Regions from separate parts of the Anas platyrhynchos genome. Here region 1 is linked to region 2. The links are chromatin contacts, called in public Hi-C maps. All regions are on one chromosome and are shown on one strand. The core of a region is the stretch at or near the end of the contact, and the rest is flanking DNA. Distances in the headings are between cores, read along the strand shown.

Region 1 (3,415 bases), core at 455-2,954, 99 kb before region 2:
TTGCAATGCTTAAAATAGATCTTTCCCTTCATTTTTCATGTCCCTCCAGAGCACTTATAAGAAAATTCTTTATATCTGTGCAGAGGGAATAGGATCACTAGAGTCTTTATGTTGTTGTGAGATACATCTATATAAATTGCCACAAGGAATTCCTAGGGTTTTGCTGGTGCTTTGGAGGATCTGTTTCCTGTAGCAGTGTACATTCTGTGTGGTCCTTCAGCCTAGTGTGACTGGTTTATACTGGTTAGTACTGGTTTGGGATGTGCTTTGGTTTCACAGCTATATGCGCTGCTTTTGAAAATCTCATTCTTTAAAATGGTGGAAGCAGTCAATCTTAGAATAGAACTGCGAAGGACAGCATATTAACTTTGCTACTTCAGGATGCCGTTCAGCTGGGGTTTCTTCATTTCATTAGGGCTGAATGTGATCCTTATTTCTTTATTGTGGCTGGGACGCTGGGATAGGTGTTTTCCCTTAGGTCTGTATGGCTCAGCTGTCTGCTTCACTGGCTTACCAGGCTGCAAAGATCCTGCTGAGCTGTTCAAATTCTCCTTCACTCTGTTAAAGCGAGCCTGTCCCTTGCCTCAGGATAGCACAGGAAAGTATTTTGGTGTTTTATGCCACACGTGTGTGATACCTGCCACTACCTGAATTTACGGAGTAGTAGATTTACAAGTAGGTGCTGTGAATGACTGCAGGATTATTTCAGCAGGTTAAGTCCTGCCTTAAAATGGGTTTGGCATGCCGTCTGGCTAGGTCTCAGGACTCCGACTCCCCAGGACAGGATTTGTTCCAGAAGTGCTATCAAATTGTGCATGGTTCCATATGAAGGGGACAGAAGTTTAGAGTTGGACTCAGAACAGTGCAGGCAGGCCAGTATTAGAGGTACTTGTGCAGCAGTGTACAGCACTGCCTTACGTGCTGCTCTGTATTCCATGTCTTTATAGGGAATCAGAAACAGGTTTGCTGGGGAATTAAAAAATGTCTGCCTTTTTTTTTTTTTTTTTTTTTGCTAAGCAGTCCATGGCAGTCTGTTCTTAGTAAGGAAACACATAGCAAAATGAGCTAACTTACCTATTCACAGAAAATAAACTATTTCCACTGTCAATTCCAGCAATGAAAATCCCAGTTGGTATAGAATCTAGACAGTAAACTAGTCTTAGTTTCAGAACTAAGTATAGCATCTGACTGACAGGGGTTTTTTGTTTGTACGTTTCTGTTGGTTTGGTTTGGTTATTGAACCAAAGCCACTAGATTTGTGGTGCTAACTACCACAGCTGTGAATTACTGAACTCAAAATCAGAGATTCTACTCTGGTAAAAATAGTGTTAGCATTACACTGTAGTTGGTTTTACTTGGGGAAGAAGAAATAGTAAAGAACCTAGTAATTTTACCAGATAAAGCAGCTGAGACTTAAAAAAAATTCTAAGGGATGATAAACACTTGCTGTATGGTGGTTTTCTTTTGTTTGTTTTAAATGGAAAACCCACATGGGAAGTGTAGGAAACCTGGAAAGCACATACCTGGTTGTTAGATTCAAATCTTAGAAATTACAACCTGTTGTAAAAAAGGAGAAAAGCTCTAATAACATAGCTGGTAGTATATCCAGATTCCATGTTCAGAAACTCTGTGTACGTGTGCAGATCAGTCCTTTGAAGTGGAGCCCACTGAGTCCTCAGTGCTGAAAAGCAAGAGTCCTGGTCCTGGCTAATAATCACTGGGACGGTATGCATACATCTGCTTTGATTTAATGGCCTGTGGTATAAGCAAGTGTGTTTAACATTACAGAAAAATATTCTTGGTTTGATGAATGCATTTCCTGGAAAGATCATGTGTCGTTTCCACGTTACCCAGCAGAGCTCACAGATCTGCGAAGAGCTTCAGCCACACGTCACAGGTAAGCACCGTGGCACCGCACAGCACCCCTTCCTCCGCGCCCAAGTCTGATTGCCTCCTTGGAGATGAAGTTTAACATAACTAGTAGCAGCGTATGTTTACATACATAATTTAGTATTTTTAAAGTTAAAGATTTAAAATGAGATGCGAGTTAAACCCAAGTAATTTCAGTGTACATATTATGCTTCGGAGAAAAATTATACTTTTGCAGTATTTGTTTGCTTTTCTACTGAACCACCTCTGTTGAATCTAAACTTCATACTGGTATTTCCCACTGAAAATTTATTCCAGAAACTAGTATTTACTTTGCTTAAGGCAGGACTGATGAAGGATAAGATGACTGTTTGCAAGAGGTACTTCATCATGTTTCCATTTCTGTTGTATTTGTCTTAGAGATACTTATCTGTTTTTTTTTTCATCTTAATATGGGATTTTTAGTTGCATGTAAGCCATGTTTCTGTTCAGTGACTAATATCCCATGCATTCCAAGCTGGAAGTACTGATCTAGATTCCCAGAAGCACAAATGGGTTTGGAGGCCTCAAAACTTGATACCTATTACCCTTAACTGGGCCTGACATTTTTAAGAAATGAGCGGTTAAAATGCCCCTAACCATCATTCTTTTTGATATTACTACATAAGTAAATATCTCTGTTCTCATTTCCTACTTTTTTTTTTTTCATCAGAGGGAAGAATATCTGAAAAGGATCTAGAAAAACATGTATCTAAGGATACTTTATGGTACATCTGTGGTCCGCCTCCAATGATAGAATCTATATCCAAACTACTGTCCAACATTGGTGTTCCTACAAACTGTGTTTTCTTTGAGAAATGGTGGTAGTGAACAGAAAATAATTTGTTTTCAGTGTTTTTTGATGTAGTAAAATGTACAGAAAACGGACTTTGAATTACTTGGGAGATTTTACTTCATAAATGAAGCTGTCTTCAATCATGATGGTGTTCTTTTAATTTAACAAAAATACCACTGTAATACAGTGCTGCTGCTTTTGGGGAGAAAAAAAAAGTGATTTTATATTAAAGACATTAACTGTTCTGGTTTGTGGATGATTTGTTTATTTCTTATGGTAGCAGCAAATTCTGACTCTATGCACTTGTTTTACTAGTGACATTTTAAAAGACTCTCAGTGTCCAATTCCGTAATTGTAGAGAACTGATTGTGCAGCAGTGCCCAATCAGTTTATAATAAATAATAATTTAGGCCATGACTTCTGAAGCACTGCTGAACTGTTGTGCTGCTCAGTGAACACACTCCCTTCCACAGTTCTAGATATTAAAGTAATGGCTTTATAGAAGCAGAGGTACTGCACTGTGACTTCCTACACCTGGCCATTCTTGTTTAAAAATAAACAAACCCTTTCATGTGGTTTACTTAGGTCACTGTCAACTGTGTTGACAGTAGGAGACATTTTCTTCATAATTGTATTCAGACCTGCATTAAAAATACTGGTGGGTGAAAAATCTGTGAGCCCCGACAGAGCTGCACAGAGCTCTTCCTGTGA
Region 2 (3,344 bases), core at 102-2,601:
CTTCTGCAATGCCGCGGCTGCAAACTTTCGAGCTGCCTTCAGGTGAAGACGGAAGGCTGCTGGGATGCTAAGAAGGACTAGGAAACTACTCTGGAAAACTTACGAGGAAACCGAAGCAGCTAACATCTATTGCCTAGAAAATTAAAGACTGAATGGGCCTGACAGGAGCACGCACAGGAATGTTAGGTACGAATCCAACCCTCCTTTGAAGCGAATCCCACAACACCCTGAACCCATGGAAATCAGGCAGTTAAAACAGATGCGTCCTGCACAGCAGCTTCAAGGACAGCGAGTAAAATCATGGCAAGACACAGACCTGACAGTCCCACGCTTACTGCCTCGGGCTAGTTTGCCACAGAGTATGACCCCAGCAAACTGATTTGGGGTAAAGGCAAAGCGGAGTGTGGAGCCAGCTGGGAAGTTGTGGGATCCCTGATGAAGCTGGGGGAAGAAATAAGGGAAGTATGATTTCTTTTTACATATATATATATATTTTAAATACATACGTCACCAATTTTGGTTTTTACGCTCCAGCAGGCCGTGGCTCCTGCTTTGGGGCTTTTCCACCCGCGGTCACTCGGCCACCACGACCTGGCAGCGACGCGGTGCCCGCGGGGATTTAACCCCGGCCGCTCGCAGGCTGGGGGAATGCCAGCGCTGGAGTGGTGGAAAGCCCCTTGCCTCGTGTAACTGGCTTGAGGTTAAGTTAAATTCCTAAAAGAAGCGTTCAACCCGCGACTATCTTTCTTTCCTTAGGGAAAAAAAAAAAAAAAAACACACAGAAATTAAACACACAAATGTGACCGCTGCTATTGCGAAAAGGAGCAGCGCTGCCAGTAACTTTTCCCTTCCACACCAGAAGCTGAAAGGAATGGGTTCCTTAAAAATAAACCCTAAAAGCACAGGGACAAAAAGGTTTCCCGTGGATTTGGGGACGGGTCGCGTCCCGGCAGCGCCCTGTGCCGCTAACTCCGGGAGCACAACTCGCTCCCTCACAGCCCGGCCAGGTGAGCCCAGCCCCGGGCGGGCAGCAGGCACCCCCCACCTGCCCCCACACCCCTCCGGGGCAGCCCCACAGCCCCCACAAGCCGCCCCTAACCCTGCTTTGGGGCAGCACACGGCCGAGCCCGACCCCCCCGGGGCGCTGAGGCGGCGGGCAGGGACCGTCCCCCCCCCCCCCCCCCGGCCAAGTTTCCCCTTCCCCTGCGCTCCCCGGTACCTGGGACGGGCGGCGGGCGAGGAGCAGCCCGGCGGTGCTGAAGGATGCCCGGCGGGCGGGGACGGCCGGCCCCGCTGACAGCGCTTCCTCCTCCTCCTCCTCCTCCTCCTCCTGCCCGTGCCCGCCCGCCCTGCTCCGGGGCCGCTCCCCCCTCGGCGCCGCCACAGGGAGGTGCCGGGGCAGCGCCGCTCCGCCCGCCGGCCCCGCTGCCGGCCGCCAAGTTTGCCCGGCCCGGGCACGCGGCTCCGTCCCGCTCCGTCCCGCTCCCAAAACCGGGGTCCGGCCCGGGGCCGCGGCCACTTCCTCTTCCTCCGAGCCCCGCCGGGGCCGGGGCAGGGGCAGCGGCGCCTCCCGGCCCGGCCCGGCGGTGGCGGGGCTCCGCCGTGCGGCCGGGGCTGCGGGCATGAGGCAGCGCCCGCCTGAGGCAGCGCCCGCCTGAGGCAGAGCTCCCCCTTCACACACCCCCCCCAGGCCCTCCCTTCCCCGCTGTGGCGCTGTCTGTCCGTCTGTCTGTCCCGTTTCAACACGTTCCTGGTCCCCGAGCCCGGCCAGGCGCCACAGGGCAGCAGCCCAGCCCTAAGGCTTGCCAGCTGCTGCCCGCTCCTCAGGGAGTAGCGGCACATCTCGTCGCCTCCTCCAGGTCCTCATGCCACATGGCAACTGCCACCAGCTTTTTACACATCTGGGTGTCCACCCACCCAAACTACAGCCACCTAAGCAGTACTGTCACCTTCCCAAAACTGCCATGGCACCCACCACCCTGGCCCTGGTCTGCAATCCAGCCCCTCTATGACAGAAAGCACACAGTTGGCACGCTGTAAGATGCTTCCAGACACATGGAAGCAAAGGTTGTTCCAATAGACTTGATTTTTCCAGGGATTGAAGGTCTTCCTGGTTCCCCAAATTGTCTTTCTTGCCTCTTTGTTGGAAATGTGTGTTTTGCAGATCCTCTTCAGAAGAAAAGAGAGCAGCTGCTCTCAGCCATCAGCCTGATCTTCCCAGCACACTCAGACACTGCCCAGCTGGTCTCAAGGCTGTATAGGTCAAAGGCTCTGCTGAAATCTGGCTTGACCTCCATCCAGCAAGGGTAGTTCTCTTCCTTGAAACTCACCTCTAAGCACACAGGCCAGCAAAGCTGAGGCAAAGGCAGCTTCAAGCTCATCAGCCTTACTTGTGCTCACATCCTGCAACAGGTCTGTATGTACAGCCTTTTACAGCTAACAGCTGTTGAGAGCAACAGGAGATGCCATAAGCCCTTGTGTGTCAACACTATTCCTATATCCCATGGCACCATTTCAAATAATCCTTCTTTGTAGCCTGTTCTTATTTCTACCGTGATAGTTTTTGTAATGAAGGCCAGTCACATAAAGCTGGTTCAGCCAAGCTCGTCTTCCAGTTCAGCTCCTTGTTTTCCTGACAACGTGGATGTGCCATGCTTGCATATGGAAAAGGTTCTCTTAAAAATCCGCCAGCTTTCCAATGCTCCTTCACCTTTCAGGATGCCATGTGAGGCAGCTCCACCAGTTCCACAAATAACCCAAAGATTGCTCTCCAAAGTCCAGGGACTTGCTTGTCCTTCTCCCTTCAGGATCCTGAGCTTCACTAGATGACCATGACTACAGCCAGAGTTGCCATTACCACATTCTTAAACGCTTCTCCCTTGTTACTGGAGATGCAGTTGTACATTACCCATTCAGTATCTCTTTCAAGACAGCTTCTAGAAATTTGCTGGATTGTTTGCATCTCACCGTGTTACCCTTCCAGCTATTAAGGAGATTAAATCCTCTGCATAAATAAGGGATCTGTGACCCATATGCTTGCTAATAATTTAACTGACCTTCCTCATAACCGGCTGGGTTGTAATCCCACTGACATGTCACCCCCAGTGGCCTGTCCTTTGATCCTTCCCACTCTCACCCAGCCTGCCATCCATCTAAGAGCGCCGTACCAGAGAGGAAAAATATCTGCCTTCATCTTCCTTGCCCTTCCAGAAAAACTTGTATCCATCCCAAATGTCATCCTTGTGGGCCAAGTCTGGAACTTTGCTTGCCACCTTGATCATACTTCCCCCTATGAGGCCTGAAACCTGTCCAGTGACTCCTGAGACGCCCTTCATTAACTCTGA

Evidence for each region. Hi-C and Micro-C count contacts between places; a contact is called where the count stands out from the background.
Region 1: a Hi-C map of skeletal muscle shows a contact between it and region 2, with 2.5 times the contacts expected there. The contact joins the enhancer-like site here to the promoter of RFTN1 in region 2. A contact is called at or near these places in 5 of 8 Hi-C or Micro-C datasets (F1 follicle, liver, skeletal muscle and 1 more).

The regions. Positions count from the first base shown.
Region 1 is chr2:122,743,625-122,747,039 of IASCAAS_PekinDuck_T2T, reverse strand. OXNAD1 (oxidoreductase NAD binding domain containing 1) reads left to right here. Exons shown (of 10, transcript XM_027451018.3): 9 at 1,789-1,897; 10 at 2,582-2,948. The coding sequence ends at 2,736. Among named protein-coding and RNA genes, the nearest start is that of DPH3, 15 kb to the left of the region's middle. Within about 2 kb of position 1,704, at least 2 of the 8 cell types and tissues checked have an H3K27ac peak or open chromatin away from gene starts, as enhancers often do.
Region 2 is chr2:122,644,331-122,647,674 of IASCAAS_PekinDuck_T2T, reverse strand. RFTN1 (raftlin, lipid raft linker 1) reads right to left here and starts at 1,351. Exons shown (of 10, transcript XM_027451013.3): 1 at 1,220-1,351.